2 separate regions of the Bicyclus anynana genome follow, and region 2 is linked to region 1. The links are chromatin contacts, called in public Hi-C maps. All regions are on one chromosome and are shown on one strand. Each heading gives the region's core, a stretch centred on a gene start, on an enhancer-like site or on the middle of the called end of the contact. The rest is flanking DNA. Distances are from core to core; before and after follow the strand shown. Region 1 overlaps LOC112054850 (phosphatase and actin regulator 4B). Region 2 overlaps LOC112054850 (phosphatase and actin regulator 4B).

Evidence for each region. Hi-C and Micro-C count contacts between places; a contact is called where the count stands out from the background.
Region 2: a contact with region 1 is called in a Hi-C map of whole larva, with 2.9 times the contacts expected there. The contact joins two enhancer-like sites. A contact is called at or near these places in 2 of 2 Hi-C or Micro-C datasets (whole body and whole larva).

The regions. Positions count from the first base shown.
Region 1 is chr5:8,649,740-8,654,910 of ilBicAnyn1.1, forward strand. It overlaps LOC112054850 (phosphatase and actin regulator 4B), which reads right to left. Exons shown (of 13, transcript XM_052881579.1): 5 at 288-395. Among protein-coding and RNA genes, the nearest start is that of LOC128198096, 10 kb to the left of the region's middle. Within about 2 kb of position 1,587, at least 8 of the 8 cell types and tissues checked have open chromatin away from gene starts, as enhancers often do.
Region 2 is chr5:8,692,112-8,696,956 of ilBicAnyn1.1, forward strand. All of the region lies in intron 1 of LOC112054850 (phosphatase and actin regulator 4B), which reads right to left. Among protein-coding and RNA genes, the nearest start is that of LOC112054850, 8.0 kb to the right of the region's middle. Within about 2 kb of position 2,875, at least 8 of the 8 cell types and tissues checked have open chromatin away from gene starts, as enhancers often do.

The sequences.
Region 1 (5,171 bases), core at 337-2,836:
CATTACTAGAAGCTATAAACACAAAACAAGAAAACATATTTAAGAACAAAACATGAAATAGTTAAGTAATGCAACTATATCATTTAAAAAACATACATACAGCCGAACGTAGAACCTCCTCCTTTTTGGAAGTCGGTTAAAAATCAAGAAGGCACGAACACCTACCTCAAAGTAATAAAAATCAATTCAAATCAATAGTAAATTCTAAAATGTAGCGTTATTATAACAGGGCATTATTACGCGCATGTTTTCCTTAAGCGGTGATTACTATGGCATTCGTGACTCACCGTCTCCTTGATAGCACATCCGTCTTGGGAGTTTGCCCGCGGTCAATGAATTCGGCCTCTCGGGCCTTACCAGCTCGCCGCCATTCTCCAATTTGTCTTTCTTTGGTTCTGAAACAGGAGAAAGCACTCTTAGTACAAATAATTTCAACATCCCTTACTCTAACTAATGAATTTAGAATTAACGACAATTTACTCGTACGAGTAGTTTATAGTCAGGGATCCGTAGAACATTGTTTACATCTGATTACTAACAACTTAATTTTTAGTGAGTGGCTTTATCTCGATGAGAAGATCAACTTTTTTATTTACGAAAATTCTTGATTCTGGTAGCTAACTGAGTTACCAGGAAATGAAAATTTTTGAACGTCGGAACGAGATAATGTACCACGCAATTTGCGGGACAATGTGGCTGTTAAATTGTATAACTATCAATTAACCCTCCTAAAACAATGTTCGCGCATTCAATAATAGTAATTGCTGCAAGGACGTTCAATTATTTATGACAATATATTTTTAATTAAGATATTTTAAGTCCTCATTCGCACGAGTTTTTTAACGGATGTTAAAAAAGCGTTCAAATATAGTATAAAGTAAAATTAAAGTTTATTTCCAACGCCCAAAAATGAAAATGCACACAAAAACTCTGTCGTGTGAACATATACTTGGGACGTCATATACATATACTGGGAACGTCCGTTGAAAAAACTCTTGTGCGAATGAGGTCTAAATCACATTAGAAATTGATAGTTTATATACGTATGACATTTTTTAAATATTTTAAAATTAAAAAAATGTGTAAATTAACTAAGTCTAAATACCTAAAAAAGTCTTTAATCCATTGTAGTTTAATGGCGATTTTCAAAGACATTGATTAGTAAATAACAAACACACATAGGTATGCGTAAAGTTAATAAGGAATGTTTCTCGTCTAGCTAGATCTCAAGGTTATGAGAACATCATTCATGTTGCTATTCTTCGTAGCACAGACCAATATGATCAATATAACTTAAAATGATAATATCTTGTACAGTAATAAAAGAAGTAGGTACTTGTTGCGTGCAAAGAAATTGCGACGCTCAAACCCATTTCAAACGTGCGTGGAACTGTGGCCTAAACGATCACCCACATTTATTATCTTTGTTATGTCGCAGTTATTTATTAGAAATGGTGCGGTAATCGGTGTTTTATCCATTAGTGTGCCAGGTACGGGCGACGGGATGCGTTAATAATAAACAGAGGCATGTGTTGAAGGCCGATCGCCGTGGCGCCGCGATGAATGGGACTCGCGTGCCCGTCACTCCGGTCTATCAGGCATCGGCTATTTATAGACTTATCGACACCGTGCCGTGACGCCTCCGCTCTCAGATCATATACACAAACTCTTTTTATCCTTTCGCAATATGTTCGAGTATGAGTAATCAATAGATGATCATTTATAAACACAGTTGGTACGTCAGCTGTTCATTCAAATGGATTTTCAAAGACCGAATTCATATTTGTAGTATATGTACTTAACTGTGTGTAAACTGTGTTATGTGTTTGTAGTATAATTTCTTATCCTATCTTACTAATTCACACTATTCACACTAATATTATAAAGGCGAAAGTTTGTATGGATGTTTGTTACTCTTTAACGTCGCGACTATTGAACCGATTTAGCTTGAATTTAAAATGAAGATAGATTATGTCCTGGATTAACAAATAAACTACTTTTAGTTCCGAAAACTTAGTTTTATATAATATTACAAACACGAAAGTTGTATGGATTTTATGTTACTCTTTTACGCCATAGCTACTTAGTCGATTTAGCTGAAAATTCCCAAAAGAAACCATGATTCTTGCGACATTTGCAAAAAACTGGTTGGTAATGGTAGTATAAACTCTTTCACGCAAAATCTACTGTTTTTGGATTTGAATGTTATTTGGAAACAATTTGTGGATACCCTAATTTCACGCGGACGAAGTCGCGGGTTTCAGCTAGTTAGTAATAATTAATATTAGCAGGTATTTCGCGTATATCATTAGTCGAATGGGCTGTAAACACACCTACTAAAGACAGTAGCGTGCATAAGGTTTTTAACTAGGGTATGGGTATAAGTAAAAATTGGAAAATTCCTTCTTCAACTATGTATTCTGTAGTCCAACATTGGTTTGTATTGAGTCCTTAGGATAGGCAGTGCATTTTTGCATCTATAAAGTGCACGCCAATTAATATAGATACTTGTATCACAAATCCGCAAGTAATAAAAACGTTGTATCAAACAATACATTCTACTATTTTCATGAACCATTGCGTACGTCACGATGTCGGAGTTGCCCAAATCAAGTTTCGACACAGACCAATTAGTGTTATTGCATTAAGGACTCAAGTTTCAATGAAATAAAACTATCGTATCGTACGAGCATCTACTATAAATCCGTTACAAATTATAATAGTCTTATTTTATGGAGTGTAGGCAGCTTGTAGCTACATTGGTTCAACCTTCATTTAACTTTAAAGGCCGGAACGGAAGACCATATCGAGTAGTACCTAGGCCGTAATTAATTTATGTCATACTCATTTCGTATTTCCTATATAGTTTGTCTTTCATTTAAAATTCATTCCTTAATTGCAGCATGTATAAGTCGGTAAGTAAACCCTGAATACTTTTACTTTCGATTTCAGTTCATGTACAAGCGATAACTCTTTAACTTGGTTATAGAACACTGTAATGTGTAATGTATTAATAAAACTAATAGATAATTACGCAATCCATTAAGTTACCTACATTTCTTATCAAAATAGTTGAAAACAAAACAAACAATCAAGTCGCATTAACAACAGAAGTCAATCATAAGATGCGCATAACTCATCCGCATTCTTTTGCGATAACGATAAGATATTATTAGTGTTACAAGGAAATAAGCATGACTCACTAAAGGGTTAAGTGAAATAAGTTGATCCTCTATGCAGTTAGGTTCCTTAGGCAAACAAAGTCGCTTCCCTCCGTGTTACGTTGATTCGAGCTCTTGCAAGCTTGGAATAGGTTTCGTAAGAACTTCTACTATGTAAAATATTATATGCTGTAAATAGTTAAGTAGTTGCCGAATCAACAGGCGCAAGGCGGGCGGTGGGCGAAGGTTCCCTCCCAGAGTCCCGGCCTGGCGATCGATTCGCTCGCCCTTGGCCAAGGCCTCGTGCTCGGAGAACGCTCGTTGCGACCGTTATATAAGAAATTTTATGTTTCGCGAATGGATATCCAAAATTGTACATTTTAGAATTTAAACTATCGTGAGTGTTATTCATATTAATTGATTATGAAACACGGCTAAAACTGTTTTGGATCGTGCCGCGATGCAAGAACCAGCTCATGACTAACTAAACTAGTCGGGCATACTCCGACCTAATATCGCGTGAGTTTTAGCAGTATTTCACATATTTTTTTTTACGTTTGATAATAGACTTGCGCTGGACTACAATCCTGATGGAAAGCATTGGTCTAAGTTGGAGCGCATGTCTTGCATTGAAGATGTTATAAAACAATCCGCTGACTTTTGAATAGATTTTATTCCTTAACGGATCACAGCTAAAATGCTTAGATCATTATGATATAAGCTTTGACGTAAAACCAGAATCCCATAAAAACAAATGAGAAAGTAGGAGCAAAGTGTAATATGGTTAGAAACTACGACAAAAACAAATGAGATTGCTCTAAATGGTTCGTGTAGATCCCTACACAAATGCCGCTGCGTCGCCCATTGCCTTGGCATGATATCCGACCAAGTGACTTGATGTAATATTTTGTATATAAGGTGAGAATCTCGTGTTGATTACAATTTCATTTACATGTATATTTTAGAATTTAACGAACACGTTATTGATTTAACGGTTAAATTAAAAAAAAAACTAGAAATGTAGGATTTGTTTTACTTTTTATTCGAAGGACCAAATAACCAGGTCAGACCATTCGACTCCTGAGTTATTTACAATGATATTACGTTCGGAACCCTAACCCTAACCCCGAATCTGACTCGCACTTGTCCAGTTTTTTATATTTGTAACAAAATTAAATCAATGAAAAAGATCACTTACTTTATTTTTATATTCTCTTGCCTTTGCTAACCAACTATTAAGGCTAAGTAGGAAGGTTAAGTTTCAAAGTCTTAATGAAGTCGGTTAAAAATAAAATGTGCGTTTAAATAAAATGTTTATATACAATATCGATATTGACAAATAGGTCTATTATGCTTCCATTGCCCTATTTCAAATGATGCCAAGATACGAGCGAGATGCCATTGCGTCCTAAAATAAAACAATCAAGTCAAGGTAGTTATTTCATAATAAAATTGTTGTAATATTTATGATTTATTTATTATACAAAATGAACATCTTTCAACGAAAAATAGTACATCGTTAGATCAGAAAAAGCTCCGTTTAAAAGAAAACAGGAAGTCATTAAAAGCTGTACTAATCACGTTATGTTCGGGCCGTCAATGAGGAATGACGTAATTAGCGAAATATGCCAATGGCATGTTCAGAATAGACAGACAGCAATAGCGCGCGCCGACAATGTCAAGAGTAGGTATGCGTAATGAAAACCCAATGCCGATATTGTGATGCGTGTGTGAGACGTGGGGTAAAGTTACTATGTCTCCATTTTCTTTGCTAACGCGTTTCATATCATACGTATTACTTAACGTTACTTCGTAGTAACGATAAATAGCGCAAGAATATGAATTATGCTTATTCATGTTACTACAGAAGAATGAAGAAAATATACATGATTTCTATGGAATATTTTTTTAAGAACTTTGATAAACGAGAACTTCTGTCTTGTATATGGACATAAATATGTTGGTTATTTTTAGAATTTAAGCTATCGTGAGTGATATTCACATTACAAA
Region 2 (4,845 bases), core at 1,625-4,124, 44 kb after region 1:
GAAAATAGATTACGGAAGTCAAAGTGATAAGTATAGATTTGAGACTTGAAGTAGATACTACTGATTACCAGAATGTAATCAATATTAATTATATAAATAATCAAGTGTTAAGCAATAATTTTATCTATGAACATACGCTAACGCGTATATATACGTAATACTTATTTCTGGTTCTCAACGAGCGAGGATACCCATAGTTAACAAACAAATCGAAAGTGAGAAATAGAAACAGTGAATAGAATTAACGAGGTGAAAGAAAAAACTACAGATAAAATAGAAGGGACGGGAGTAGTGTTGATAAACTTCAGATGCCATTAAAGAAGTCAGTAACAAGCTAACCTTAATCGCAAGCAAAATACCTTAAATAGGAGCTTAAAAATATACACCATGGGAAGCGGGCTTCCCTTATTTGCCATCTCAAGATTCAATAATAATATTATATTCAAGGAGGCGGTGACCATCTTAGCCAATAAGGATTTAGACGAATGAATCAGACAGATTTTATTAAAGTATGTATCTATATATCTATACTTTTAATAAAACTGTAACAGGTCAAATTTTGTGATATTGAAGATATTTTAAAAACTTTAGTTGGATGGCATTATATGCATACTCGATACTGAAGCCAAAAATATTTTTTCTTACTATTTGTCTGTCTATCTGTCCGTATTTATGTTAACCGGACATCACGCTGAAAAAACTGAATGAATTAGAATGAAACTTTGACGATTTGAGATGATACGAAGATGGTTATACGATACTTTTTGTCGCGAAAATTGAATTAGAAGGGGTGAAATAGGGTCGAAAGTTTGTATGGAAAGCCATTCATTTTTCAAGTTACATTTGTGAAAAATGGTATTTGTACTCCCAGAAAAATACCAAAAATAATGTTGAGATTTTTCAAAATTCTACCCCTAAAGGGTTAAAAAAGGGGTTGAAGTTTTTTAACATAAATCATGTTATAAGTGATAATTTTGTAAAATGATCAGTGGACTATTTATTATATATAAAACATGCGAAAAAATAAATAGAAGGGGGTAAAATAGGGATTCAAAGTTTACATTGATTTCCACGCGGACGACATTGCAGGCGTCCGCTAGTTATATTATAATATAGTTATTAGCTACACAAACAAAACAATTGAAAATTCCTCTCAACTTACGTGTTGTTGTATTGTTATCTAGCTCCCCACTATCACTCCTAGTATCATCGTCTATAGGTCTATGTCTAGTTTTGGATACGTTAGCCCTGAGCACTGAATCATCCATCATGTACCACTGCGTGCACCACTCAACCGGGACCGTGAAACTTCATCTAATTAACATTTTTACAACAGTGCTGTCCAAATAAAACGAAACGCGTTTCACGACTAAGACATTGGCACAGAGACGGTATAGATTAGATAACGATTGATAAAATGTGACGATATTATATCTATTAACTTCAGGTATACAACAATTTCTCGTCGGCAAATTCTAACATTTACTAGATGGGGAGGATTATTGTCTGAAATAAGTTCGCGTCACTTTGAGACTATGTCCAACTTCTAGCACTGAAAAATCTCTACTACTTAGTAACTTAAAGTAGTCTACCTTACTATTTAGTAACTATTGTCGTGTAGTGAATGAATTTCTTAGACTTAAAGAGAAAATTAATTAATGTATCTTGTAAGTAACAATGTACCTATATTGAATACTAATAAATATAGATACTATATACCTATCGCATTTTCGGATTGCATTTTTTGTTAAAACCGTTTTTTAGTTTAGCCTACGCAGATGAGAAATGGTTGATGAGCCACCGCATTTGAAATGTTTTAATGACAATATACTCGTTTTACATTAAAGTTCAAGGTTATGACTCTTTTAGTACATGTACTACTCTATTTTGATAACATTTGATAGAGATACTACGAGCAGGGAGATCGATTAAAATCGTACCCACTACCCATACGATTTTTAAAAACTTAAAATAGACTTTCCTTTAAAACATCTTTATGTCCAACAGTTAATCCAAATCACATTAAACAATATTTCATAATGTACTGACAGTATTATATCATTATTACAATCACATCATAGCATTTCTGGCTTTTGACGTTAAAATGTTCTTTATTAATAATATAGAGTATCTATCCAGCTTTCGCAGACCACAAGATAAATCAATTACATGCATAAGAGGATCAAAGTAGATAGATATAAAGGCTGTCAACGTGTAGGTACACGGTTTGATTAAGCGTGTAACCTTTATATTATTAATAGACACATTGTGTCCTAGAAATTAAACCAAGCGTGTTTTCAAGCTCAAACCTATTTAAGCATATAATATGCGGCAAAGCCTTAACCGTTAAATAAAATATTAACCTTAACCCATTAGAAATAATATAATTTACGTATTTTATGCCAATAATTTGCTATACATTATTTATTGGCGAATAAATAATGTAAACAAGAGTGAACGACAATATCGATTTATTTTATTTAACAAAGAAATATCACCAATATAATATATGGAAACGTCTAGTCTATACAGTGAATGATGAAGCAAGAATGTGGCCATTGATAAGTAGTAGTGAATCATAAAAAAATAATAATTAGGGCTAGAAGAAGTTCAAGGCTCTTACTCGTAGTGTAATGCACGGGCCGCTCACCTCTGGTGTATATAGGGAAGTCGCCATCAGATCGGCTGTGAGTGAGCATGGGTCCGTAGCACCGCCACGGCGGTGGCTTGTCACGCGCCAACCGCGACCCCTCCACGGTTTTTTTCACCTCCAAGCCATTAATACATAATCGCGGCCCACGGCCCTACATTTACAACAGCACTCTTGGTGTGGCGTTCACCTCGCGAAACTCGCAATAACTCTCAGACGGTGGCGCCACGGAGTCGAAGGGATAAATGGAGGCTGCGCCGCGCATCTTACGTGCGCATCCTCACCCTACCCCGTGCTAGCCAGTAGCCAGTCGCTCGGACCGAGATAATTACTACTACATAAAGCAAGCTTTCATTTTTATACATTACGTATTATAGATTACATTACTTTCCTGGTAGATTTTATAATATTGTGAAAACTGTATTTACGAATTACACCATAAATTGGTAAAATATTAAAGACCAAAATAAGGGGTTTCATTTCACAGTTTTACGTGAAATATTTACTACTGATAAACCTGTCCACCAAGTCAAAATTACATAATTGTTGTAATGTTTCAATAATTGCACAAAAAAAAAAATAGCAATTGGTAAATTGCAATTTTCTGAATTGAAAATTATGGAACTATTTTTTATTGCAATTGCAAAATAATCATGCACTTTGACAAACTACGAGGTGCAGGTTCTATCATATATTTGTTTGTTTGTTTTCATGGATTTAATTTTTAAACAACTAATTTGCCTAGAATCATATTATACACAATTTTTTCCAATCCCAATGCACGTTAAAAGCACTTAACACTAAAATAATTGAGCATAACCCATCGTTAATCCTTGGCTGCGATTCGAAAAAGCATTAGTAAGAAACCGACAAGGTCGATTGACAATGAAATACACTTACTCAAATCACCATTGGTAGCTGCAGAATCAAACGGTATTGACAAATGCCGTGCTCCCTTAGCGAGGGACTGTTGTGAGCCGAGAATTAACTTTTCTCCACTGTCACCTATTAAAAATGGAGTTGTTTTGAATTTACCTTCTATTAATTATCATTATTATTAAACATTATAAATAATAGTACAGAGTTAAAAGTATCTACTAAATTCTATAACCTTGCTGATATGCATGACACACATACCTAAAATATTTTTTTTATTTCGTGCAAGCCCGTTCCAGCATACTTTTAAAATATATATACATATATACATACGAGTATAACTTATTAATTGGATTAAATATCTATTTATTTGTATTTGATTTGTAAAATAAAATTGAACTCATATACCTATTATTCACTAGGTACCTATACCGACTATACGCAGATGTAATATGGGTCAAACTTTGAGGCTGCTCTGGACACGAGGCGAATGGCTGCACAATGTACTAAATTTCAACTTAATTGGTCCAGCAGATTCGGAAAAAAAATACTGTGACAGACAGACATTCGGATGTGTGCGAGAGATCTTATAAGGGTTTTTGTTCGTAGGTACGTTCGGAACCCTAAAAAAAAACCCTTTTTTGGATGTAGAGCGGCGAAATTGCTGGATTGGGCCCTGGCATGGCAACGTCATAGCGGACAAGAAGTTTAGTGCATACTACCTGTTAGTACATATAAATATTGTTAAAGAGGTTTAATAATAATTAAAAAAAACTTTTTAAAAATTTAACCGACGTCATACACAATACTCTTGACGTTGGTAGGGTTACGTAGCCAAATGGCAAAACGGAAGCCTTATAGATTCGTCATGTCTGTCTGTCTATCCGTCCGTATGTCACAGCCACTTTTTTCCGAAACTATAAGAGCTATACCTACTGTTGTGAGTAGATGTATTCCGTGAACCGCATTAAGATTTTCATACAAAAAAAATAGAAAATAAAAATTACAAGGGTCTGAAAACTGAATACTTTAAACTGAAACTCAAAAATTTTTTTTTATCATACCCATATGTGTGAAGTATCTATGGATATTAAAGTTTTCAATATCATTTTTTCTTAACTATTTATATTTTGAATAATTTGCGCGAGAGACGCTTCCTAAGTGGTAAAATGTGTGCCCCCTCCCCCCCCCTGTACTACTAAAATAAGAGAATGATAAAATTAAAAAAATATATGATGCAATTTCCACCGAAAATTAATGTAATTAATGAGCAAGAAGTTTATGTTATTTGCTGCTACGGAACTACATTAGCGAGTCCG